Linked DNA regions of Mus musculus: region 2 is linked to region 1. A link is a contact called in public Micro-C data. All regions are on one chromosome and are shown on one strand. The core of a region is the stretch at or near the end of the contact, and the rest is flanking DNA. Distances in the headings are between cores, read along the strand shown.

Region 1 (4,592 bases), core at 904-3,403:
CTCAGTGGTAGAGCCCCTGCCTAGAATCCCCCAGTGAGGGGCTGGGGGCGTGGCTCAGTGGTAGAGCCCTTACCTAGAATCTCCCAATGAGCGGCTGGGGGCGTGGCTCAGTGTTAGAGCCCCTGCCTAGAATCCCCCATTGAGTGGCTGGGGGCGTGGCTCAATGTAGAGCTCCTACCTAGAATCTCCCAATGAGCGGCTGGGGGCGTGGCTCAGTGGTAGAACCCCTGCCTAGTATGCCCAATGAAGGTGCTACACAAAGTAGATTTAGCTACTTGTGCCAGAGATCCAGTGACTTTAAATCACTGTAACGCAAACAAGCTAGAAGTTTCTCTCTCTTGAATGTTGCACTGTCCAAAGCAGATGAGAAAAGTCGTAAGGTCAGAACCTCCCCTCTGTCTCTGGGCTCTGCTTGCCTTCTCTGAAACGGTGTCTTTCCCTCACACGTCTCACCACAGGCATCCTCCTCCCAGGCAGCGGAGGAGGCTGAAAGAGATGAGCAGTTGCTGCAGCTCCTATAAGGAACAATCTAGAAGTGGCCTTGTTAGTCAGAAATTCTCGCTGAGCTGGACTGCCTGAAAGAAGCAGTTCAGGCCGGGCAGCGGTGGTGCATGTCTGGTCTACAGAGCTAGTTCCAGGGCAGCCAGGGCTGCACAGAGAAACCTGTCTTGAACCCACCCCGTACCCCTAAAAAAGCAATTCAGATGGAAGAAAAGAAGGAAGGAATCAAGCGACTGATTACTTTTGACCTCTGACCTTCACATGCACACACACTGGAACACATACATGTATCACACAAACATGCACACATGGAAAAATATAGATGCTGTGACATCACTCCCGTTGTATTTTGTTTTCTCTTTATAGTTTTTTTGTCTAAATCTTGAACCTCCCTGCCCCCTGTTGTCCTGATGGATTTGTACAGTCAGTGAGGATCTTAACCTTGGCTCTGAGGGAGGGGTTTATGCTGCCTGAAACCATACACACGTGTGTGCTAGGTTCTCGAAGAAGTGTTATCATGTTCATCAAAGATATCTGAGGCAAAATAAGTCCCTCCCGCTTATAGTAAGCCCCTCCCATGTCCTCCTTCTTTCTTTTTTGTTTTTATTTGTTTGTTTGTTTTTGGTTTTTGGTTTCTTTGAAGCAGGGTCTTTCTGTGTAGCCCTTGCTGTCCCAGAACTCACTCTGTAGACCAGGCTGACTTCTAACTCAGAAATCCGCCAACCTCTACCCCCACTCCCTGCACTCGGCACCCCAGCACATGCTGGGATTAAAAGTGTGGGCCACCACTGCCCAGCCTATGTCCTCTTTTCTAATTAATTTTTGGGCATTAATTTATTTAAGAATTGGGTGTGGTCCAGTGGTAGAACACTTGCCTAGCATGTGTGAGGGTCCATGTTCCACCCCCAACATCACAAATTAAAGCAACAGCAACAATTAATTTGATCCTCAACCTACCTTGTGCTGAAGGTACTACAATAATCCCACTTTACAGATAGGGAACCTGAGGCCAGAAGAGAGCTGGTCTTGGCTGAGTTACAAAGCATAAATATTGGTGACAGAGAAGGTGACATGAGTTGGGCACAACCCAGACCCTCACTCTCTCCTCTCCAGTGGATGACGTACAAGTGTCTTGCTACCGAACGCTCTGCAGTATCTACTCTCTGGGAACCACCAGGAACCCCTATGTGGAAAAGTGAGAAAAATGGGACAGATTATTGGGTTTATATAGACACTTAGAGACTATTGGGATGAAAGGAGGGGGCATGTGAAGTGGGGAGGGGGTGCAAAGCTGGACATATTAAAATCTTGAACTTGCAACTAAACTAGGGTAACTGAAGTTCACGCCAGAAGCCAAAAGAGGGCGCTAGTGGAAAGGCCAGGGATAGAAACAGGCTGTGGGATCTGGGAGAGTGGGAACCAGACACATAAGGAGGCTTGAGTGACTTCTCTGGGAGCAAGCTTGACCGGGCAGGAGACGTGCAGAAACGGGGCAGCAGCATGCTGGAGATCGCTAGAGAGGAACATTTCAGTCTGCGTACAAGTCTTTTTGCCAGGCACGCAGAGAAGGGTGCACACGAGAGCGGCGCCTGCAAATCTGCTCCAGAACGGACCACTAGGGACGCTCCTGTGCAGAATGGGCTGGGGCTCAAAACTCAGCGGAGGGGCGCATGGAAACTAACTGCAGCTCTCCTTCCAGACTGCGGCCAGCCCTGGGGGAATGCCTGGCCCGCCTGGCCGCAGCCATGCCAGTGGCATTCCTGGAGCCTGAGCTGAATGAATACAACGCCTGCTCTGTCTACACCACCAAGTCTCCTCGAGAGCGGGCCAGTGAGTCGCGTGGGCTGGGGCAGCTGTCAGGGGCACAGGAGAGCTCGGGGTGAAGTGCTCCCTAAATCTGAGCTGTGATGGGGCTGAGAAGTCTCTGGGATACTAGTGTTCCACAACAGCCAGACCTTGAGGGATCTGGGCTGTGCTGTAAGGGGCCATCCAAAGCTACTCCTCTGGGAGGGTTAGGGGGACAGAGATGAAGTTTGGAGCTGTGAGGCTGACTATGGATTTGGTAATGCGAAGTTTAGGGAGGCAGGTACCTTGTGGTGTCCTAGAGGTTTGAATGACCCGAGCTTATCGTGGATATTTTTCATTCACAATGTCTGCGGAGTGCCACTTAGGGGCAAGAGTCAGAGGTGGTGGCCACACAAGCCACAGGCAGGCATCCTGTCTTCTCAACCCTGGGGTTAGAGCCAGGAGTGGGGCTCAGAAAATATCCAATCAGGAGAGTCATGCTGTGCTCCCCAAACCCAGCCGAGTGTGGTAGCATGAGCTTGTACCCCGAAATCTGGAATATAAGAACTGGAAGGCCTTCTCCGGGGCCATCTTCACTCCTTAGAAAGTTTGAGGCCAGCCTGGACTACATGAGGCTCAGTCTCCTCCTCCCCACCCCCCACCTTCAAAAAGAAAAAGAAAAAAAAATCCTACTTCCAGCCCATGGAAGGGAACAGTGGGTGATGGACTGTGGGTTTCCAGAAACAAAATTGGAGTCTGGAGCTGAGACCTGAAACTGGGGGGCTCCAGATGGTGGAGACAGCCCAGGCCTCTCCTCTTCCTGCTCTGAGGGCTGAGGTGGGAGGGTCTAGCATGGGGCCCACCAGGGTTGGAAAGCACTTTTTTTGCAACTTGCCACGTAGCAGACATAGAGTTAGGGTGATTTTAGGAGTGAAGGTGTTTAGGGCTCAAGGCTTGCGCGAGACCCCATCAGAATAAAAAGTTGAGGTTCTTGCTTCAGAAGTTCAGTGTGGAAGTCCCACATCGTTCCAGGCATGGAGTCACACGCCCTTACTCCCAGCACTCTGGAAGCAGAGGCTGGTGGATCTCTGTGAGTTCAAGACCAGCCTAGTCTACATAGTGAGTTCGAGGCCAGCCTCTTCTCCATAGTGAGATCAAGTTCCATGCCAGGGGTATATTTAGAGGTTGGGGACAAATCTTGTATTTGGCTTTAGGGATTAATGATGTTGAGGTGTAAAGTTCTTGGGGGGTCACAGTTTCAGTGGGAAGCTGTGGAAGGCACCTGGGTTGGAGGCTGAGATAGGCAGGATGGGCTCTTGGAGACTCTTTCAGGTATAAGGTGGTTTAGGTGTCAGGCGGGTTGTAGGGAAGGTATTGGATTGACAGTTGGCATACCCTGACCTATCCCTGCACCCCAGTCCTGGGGCTTCCCAACAGCGTGGAGGAGATGTGTCCTGACATCCCAGTGCTAGAAAGGCTCATGGCAGAAATCGGGGGGCTGGCCGAGTCCGGAGCACGCTACACAGAGATGCCGCATGTCATCGAGATTACGTTGCCTATGCTGTGCAGCTACCTGCCCCGCTGGTGGGAGCGAGGGCCTGAGGCGCCCCCACCAGCCCTGCCTGCGGGCGCCCCGCCACCCTGTACAGCGGTCACCTCCGACCACCTCAATTCCCTCCTGGGGAACATCCTCCGAATCATTGTGAACAACCTGGGCATCGATGAGGCCTCGTGGATGAAGCGGCTGGCCGGTGGGTCTGCAGGACAGTGTCCCCTGGGGAGCAGGGTGCTGGGGTCCCTGGATGTCAGAGGTCATGTGTGAGTAACACCCACTCTCCTGCAGTGTTTGCCCAGCCCATTGTGAGCCGTGCCAGGCCGGAGCTCCTACGCTCCCACTTCATCCCTACCATCGGGCGATTGCGTAAGCGGGCAGGGAAGGTGGTGGCTGAGGAGGAGCAGCTGCGCCTGGAAGCCAAGGCAGAAGCTGAGGAGGGTGAGCTCCTGGTCCGGGACGAGTTCTCCGTGCTCTGCCGCGACCTGTATGCCCTCTACCCACTGCTCATCCGCTACGTAGACAACAACAGGTCAGCATGGCCAAGCCTGTCCTGACTCGGGCTATTCCTCAACTGCCATGTACACTTGCAACCCCTCCAGACCCTTCCAGCCTCTCCATTCCTAGCTTCTCTGAGCTGGGGAGATGGCTGAGTAGATAAAGGGATAGGTTCTGGACTTGAACCCCAGAACTCATGGGAAGCTAGCTGCAGCAGCACACGTCTGTAATCCCTGTACCCCTGTGGTGAGATGGG
Region 2 (4,592 bases), core at 1,084-3,583, 110 kb before region 1:
GGAGGTATCTGCTGTGGACTTGGAGGCACTGGGCGAACAGGCTCGCCATTGTTTGGCGCTGGGAAGATGAACATGGGTGGTGCCAACAAGGCAGGTGTGGGCCTCCGAGGCCCTGAAGATGGATGTGTCTGACCTGACCTGGGTGGAGGGGATCCCCAAGGCCCTGAGAGCGTGGTCGTGCGCCGTCGGGGTGCCCCGATTCCCCCGACAGCCCCATTGAATCGGAAATGCCGTTCAGTGCCATCAGGAGGGCTCACCCAGTCGAATTTGGGCTTTGAACCTGGGAAGGTGGTGTAAGGGGGCGGCGGTAGAGCCCGGGCAAGGGGAGCAGGCACCGAAGGGGGACCAGAACACCCTTCGCCATCTCCGTCACCACCCTCGGTTTCCTGAGCTGCACGAGGGACCTCTCCCAAGGGACGAGTGGCTCCAGGAGGGACCTCTCCCAAGGGACGAGTGGCTCCAGGAGGTTGGGGCCCTTGCTTCAGGACCTCAGCATAGGAGATGGCCCCAGAAGAGGCAAACAGTCCGCCACCACCGGCCCCGGGTGAGGCTTTGGCTGCTAAGGGACCCGAGGCCGATGTGGGGGACAAATGGGGCCCCGACTTGAAGGTGACTTTACACAGCAGACTCAGGCCAGACTCGGAAGTAGCAGACCGAGCCATTTCGCCCTCTCCAGCTTGGGGAGGTACCCCTCCGTGGGCTCCCCCGGCCGCCTGACCCTCGCTGCTGTGTCTGACCTGACTTTCTGTGGGGCTTGTGGCCGACGAGGCCAGAGTGATTCTGCGGCTCAGGGGCTGCGGATCGCAAGTTGATGGTGCTGGCGGTAGTTGTTTCCGAGGTTCCAGGGGCGTCGGAGGTGGGGCTGGGGCCCTCAGGACCGGGTCTTTTTCGGTCAGTTGCCGGGGCAGCGGTGGCAGCGGGCGGAGGCTTGGAGGGTCACCCTGACCACGATGGCTCGCCTCCAGAAGACCGCGGATCCGAGGCACTGAAGTGCCCGTGGGTTTTCGCCACTTAGATGGCGCAGGCAGCAGGGTCCCCACGGGGGGCGGGGGTGGTGTGGAGACCGCAGCCGCCTCCTCTGGAGGGGGTGTCACTGGCGAGGGCAGTTCTAAGGTCAGGGGCAGGGGCGAGGATGAGGCCTGGGGCTCCGGGGGTATCAGGAGTCCCGGGGGCCCGGAACTGCCAGGGAACCAGACGCCCAGCCCTCGAGCCAGGCGCATGGCAGGGGATGAGGGGGTCACCTCGGGCTCCACTAGAGGCGTCCTGCGGGAGTCGGAGGCGCGGTCTGAGGCCTGCTCTTTTCGGGAACCCCCGCCCGCGGACGGCTCCGACTGCACGTTCCCCATTTTTGAAGAAGGTCGGGGACTGTGGTTAAAAAAACTTTCACCAGTCAGTCGGCGGGTTCTGCGGGGACTCCACGGCTCAGGCTGTTCTTGGACTGCCCCTGTCTGCATTGGTCTGCCCTGTCCTCCAATATTATCTCAGCCCCCGGCTCTTAAGTCTTCAGTTCTCCGATTCGCCATGGTCACGCCCCCTTCCCCATGGTCTCAAGGCTGCAGTTCTTACTCTTCGAACCTAACTTCTTAGTGTACAAAGGCGCCAACCCTGATCCCTTGGATCACATCCCTAACACTTTTGCCACTCCCGGGATCTCCAGGCTCCAGGAGTCAGTCTCGCCAGCCTCTCTGTTGAAAGTTTCAAACCACATGGGTAATGATGGTTATGCCCAATAGCCAACAATGAATTCACGCTTCTCTTTCAACACTAGTCTAACCAGGCCCCGCCCCATTCTCTAGTCGCTCCTGATTGTCAAGAATCCGGCCATATCCTCGCCCCTCACCGCCCCGGATCAGGTCCGTCTCTGCCTAACAAATACCTGGGACTGTGATCTAATTAGTTCCCTAGTCCTTCAGTCCTAACCCTCCGATCACCCACCGTCTCTCTGTGTCGATCATTTGGATCCCTCCCTCTTCCTAGCCAGCAACAAATCCTCAAGCCTCTTAAACTTTTCCCGCTTGGCGTTTGTGACAGATCTTAACTTAGGCTCCACCCCTTTCCTAAAGCTCCGCCCAGCTCCGCCTCTTAAGTGGACCCAACTCACCGACTCCTCCAGCCGACCAAAGATCAGATCACTGCCCCGTGGGCCCAAGGCAGGGCGGGGAACGGCCGTAGCAGAAAATAACCGAAAAGAACGGGTGTGCGGGTGAAGGCAAGTGGGCGAGACAGCGAGGACGACCCCCGAGATCTAGGCCCCGCCCCGAGCTCGAGGCCCTGCCCCCTGCAAGCCAGCTTGAGTGCAGCCCTTCAAACCTGGATCACCCTTAGAAAAATACAGAAAACTCTTCATAGTGGGTAGGCAGGCCCCTTCTCATTAAGCCCCACCCCTTTATAATGCCACACCCCTCTCTCTTAAGCCCCTCCCCGGACCCCCACCCATGGCAAACACTTGCTACATAGCTCCTCCTTTTGAGCCTCTTATTTGACCTGTCACTAAGGAAATTTATGTCCAAGCTCCGCCTTGCTAAGTCCAGGCAGCATCTCTTTCTAAGACCCTGTCTTTCCTGGGATGGCTCAGAAGGTCCACCCGCCCGCCCCTTCCGTGACGCACCCTCTCAGTTCCTTCAGCGTCCAAACCTCCTTCCTTACTCAGGCTCCCAGGCCCCTCCCCTTTTCGAACCCTGCCAGGCATCCCGCCCCTCCCATTCAGAGCCCTGACCGTGGACCACCTTCTCTCTAGAACCTTGGGACCAGGGTCTATTTCTGTTCCCTTCTCATATCATCAGGGACCAACCGTTCAGATAAGTGGAAAAGTGGGGATTCCCTTCTGGGTCCCGAGAAAATGGGGGCTATAGATGTTCGTTGTAGCCCTAGCCGGGCTCTAGGACCCAGCGGGCATGTACGCCTGCCTTGCTTCTACCCCTCCCCCAAGCCGCCCCCTCCCCCACACACATCTTCCAGGTTCCCCCTCCCTCCCCCCTCGCCCCGGCTCCCGGTGCCCGTCTCCAGCGCCGCCGGAGCCAGTGAGGGAGCGGGAGAGAAGAGGAGGAGGAGGAGGAGGAGGAGGAGGAGGCCGCGTCGCCGCCGCTCGGAGCCCGGCCGGAGCCTCCCAGGCAGGTGCCCAGAGTGGCGAGGGGGCGGGGGGCTGACGAGACTGCCTGCCAGGGTGAGGGGGCAGCCTGGATCGCATCTGTAATCCTCTGCCCACCCTTGCACCCTGCGGACACAAGCTGGGAGAACAAGAGGGGTGGGGGCACCAAACTACGCGGTAGCCATTTGGGGTGCCAATCTCCATTTGGGGGTCCTGGACTTCTTCCGAGGATGCCCCATTCACAAAATTCTGTCGTGGACCCTCGCCATTGAGGAACTCTGATGACTACTCTCCCCGGGAAAATAGATGTGTGGGAGCATAGGACACCCCAAGATCTCAGTGCCCTATCTCAGCTAGGCCTTTGGGGGGGACCCCAGCCCTCTTTCCCCGCTTCACCTGTTGTTGGGGGAGGCGGGCGGACAAAGGAAGCAGTGTCACGTGACTGCTCATTCACAAAATCCCATCCCATTGAGAAAAGGGGGCTGGGGGCGCTGTGGCCGCCCCTTCCCCTCCTGAACGGCTGGGGAAACCCGACATCCTGCAGGTGGGGGAGGGGGCTAGAACTCGTTGCCTGGGCTCATAAGGTTGGGACTTCATGCTCCATGAGCCTGGGACAGTGGGGCTGAATGGTAATCCTGATTGCTGGGCGGAGGGCTACATCCCCTAAACTGGGGGCGGGGTAAAATGTTTCTGAAGGATGGCGGGGGGCGGGGGGGTGAGGGGCTGGATCATTATCTCCCCTCCCATCTCTCTTGGCTTCCCTCAACTGAGACCAACCGGAGCAGCCTTGATTTTTGTGAATGAAATGCTCCTTGTATCTTTTCGGTCTCCGGTTGCTGGTTTTCTCTGCCTCCATCTCCTTCTCGGCCTCTCTTTCTGGCCATTTCTGGTTCTCTCTCTGCTCCCTGCCCATCTCCTGGTTGCTGGGTGACTCAGTGAGCTTTGCATCCGGTCTCATTCATAAATCCGGGAAGGGGGGGGGGGGAGAGAAGCCAGGTTTCTCACCCAGTTAGTGGCCTGGGTGACTAGGGTGCGGAGGCAGTGTTGGGGGCACTGAAGCTGAGTTGATGAGTCCAGAGAAAATATATATGCGCAGGAATCCAGCTGTGAGAGGGGACAATGGGTGGGGCTATGGGTTTGTGATGAGAGGGAAGGAGACTGGGGTTGAGGGGGATGAGCTGTAGGGGGAGGGGAAGTGGCAAACCCAGGCTAAGGGGGTGGAGATAAGGGAAGGTGCTGAAGAGGTGGGGATGGCGAGAAAAGGTAGATACGAAAAAGGATGGTGGGCAAGATGTCACTAAGAAGAAAGAAGCCATGATAGAAGAAAGTGGGCAAGGGGTGGGTGTACTGGTGGCTTGAGGGTGAGGTAAATCCAGAGGTAAGGGATAAAAGACGAGGGCAGGGTTAGGGAGAACGCTCAAACCGGGAACAAGATTTGAGTTCACGGCCTGTGTTGTTTCTGTCCTCCCCACCTCCTCCAGGTACATGGTGCGGGTCCGAGCCG

The links. Hi-C and Micro-C count contacts between places; a contact is called where the count stands out from the background.
Region 2: a Micro-C map of muscle stem cells shows a contact between it and region 1, with 1.9 times the contacts expected there. The contact joins the promoter of Ggn here to the enhancer-like site in region 1. A contact is called at or near these places in 16 of 39 promoter capture datasets (the 3T3-L1 cell line, 3T3-L1-derived adipocytes, the C10 cell line and 9 more), 18 of 484 Hi-C or Micro-C datasets (B cells, the G1E-ER4 cell line, bone marrow-derived macrophages and 8 more), 19 of 115 datasets of contacts at active chromatin or transcription factors (the 230-238 cell line, the HPC-7 cell line, astrocytes and 9 more) and 2 of 9 other capture datasets (adipose tissue and pancreatic islet).

What each region holds. Positions count from the first base shown.
Region 1 is chr7:29,059,247-29,063,838 of GRCm38.p6, reverse strand. Ryr1 (ryanodine receptor 1, skeletal muscle) reads left to right here. Exons shown (of 106, transcript NM_009109.2): 64 at 1,615-1,696; 65 at 2,201-2,331; 66 at 3,705-4,037; 67 at 4,130-4,370. Among named protein-coding and RNA genes, the nearest start is that of Gm26604, 10 kb to the left of the region's middle. Within about 2 kb of position 2,153, at least 43 of the 459 cell types and tissues checked have an H3K27ac peak or open chromatin away from gene starts, as enhancers often do. A contact at or near this core is called in cerebral cortex and muscle stem cells, where this site is marked.
Region 2 is chr7:29,167,951-29,172,542 of GRCm38.p6, reverse strand. Ggn (gametogenetin) reads right to left here and starts at 2,333. Exons shown (of 3, transcript NM_001358852.1): 1 at 2,102-2,333; 2 at 1-1,365. The coding sequence starts at 1,346. It overlaps Spred3 (sprouty-related EVH1 domain containing 3), which reads left to right and starts at 3,896. Exons shown (of 6, transcript NM_182927.3): 1 at 3,896-4,023; 2 at 4,570-4,592. The coding sequence starts at 4,574.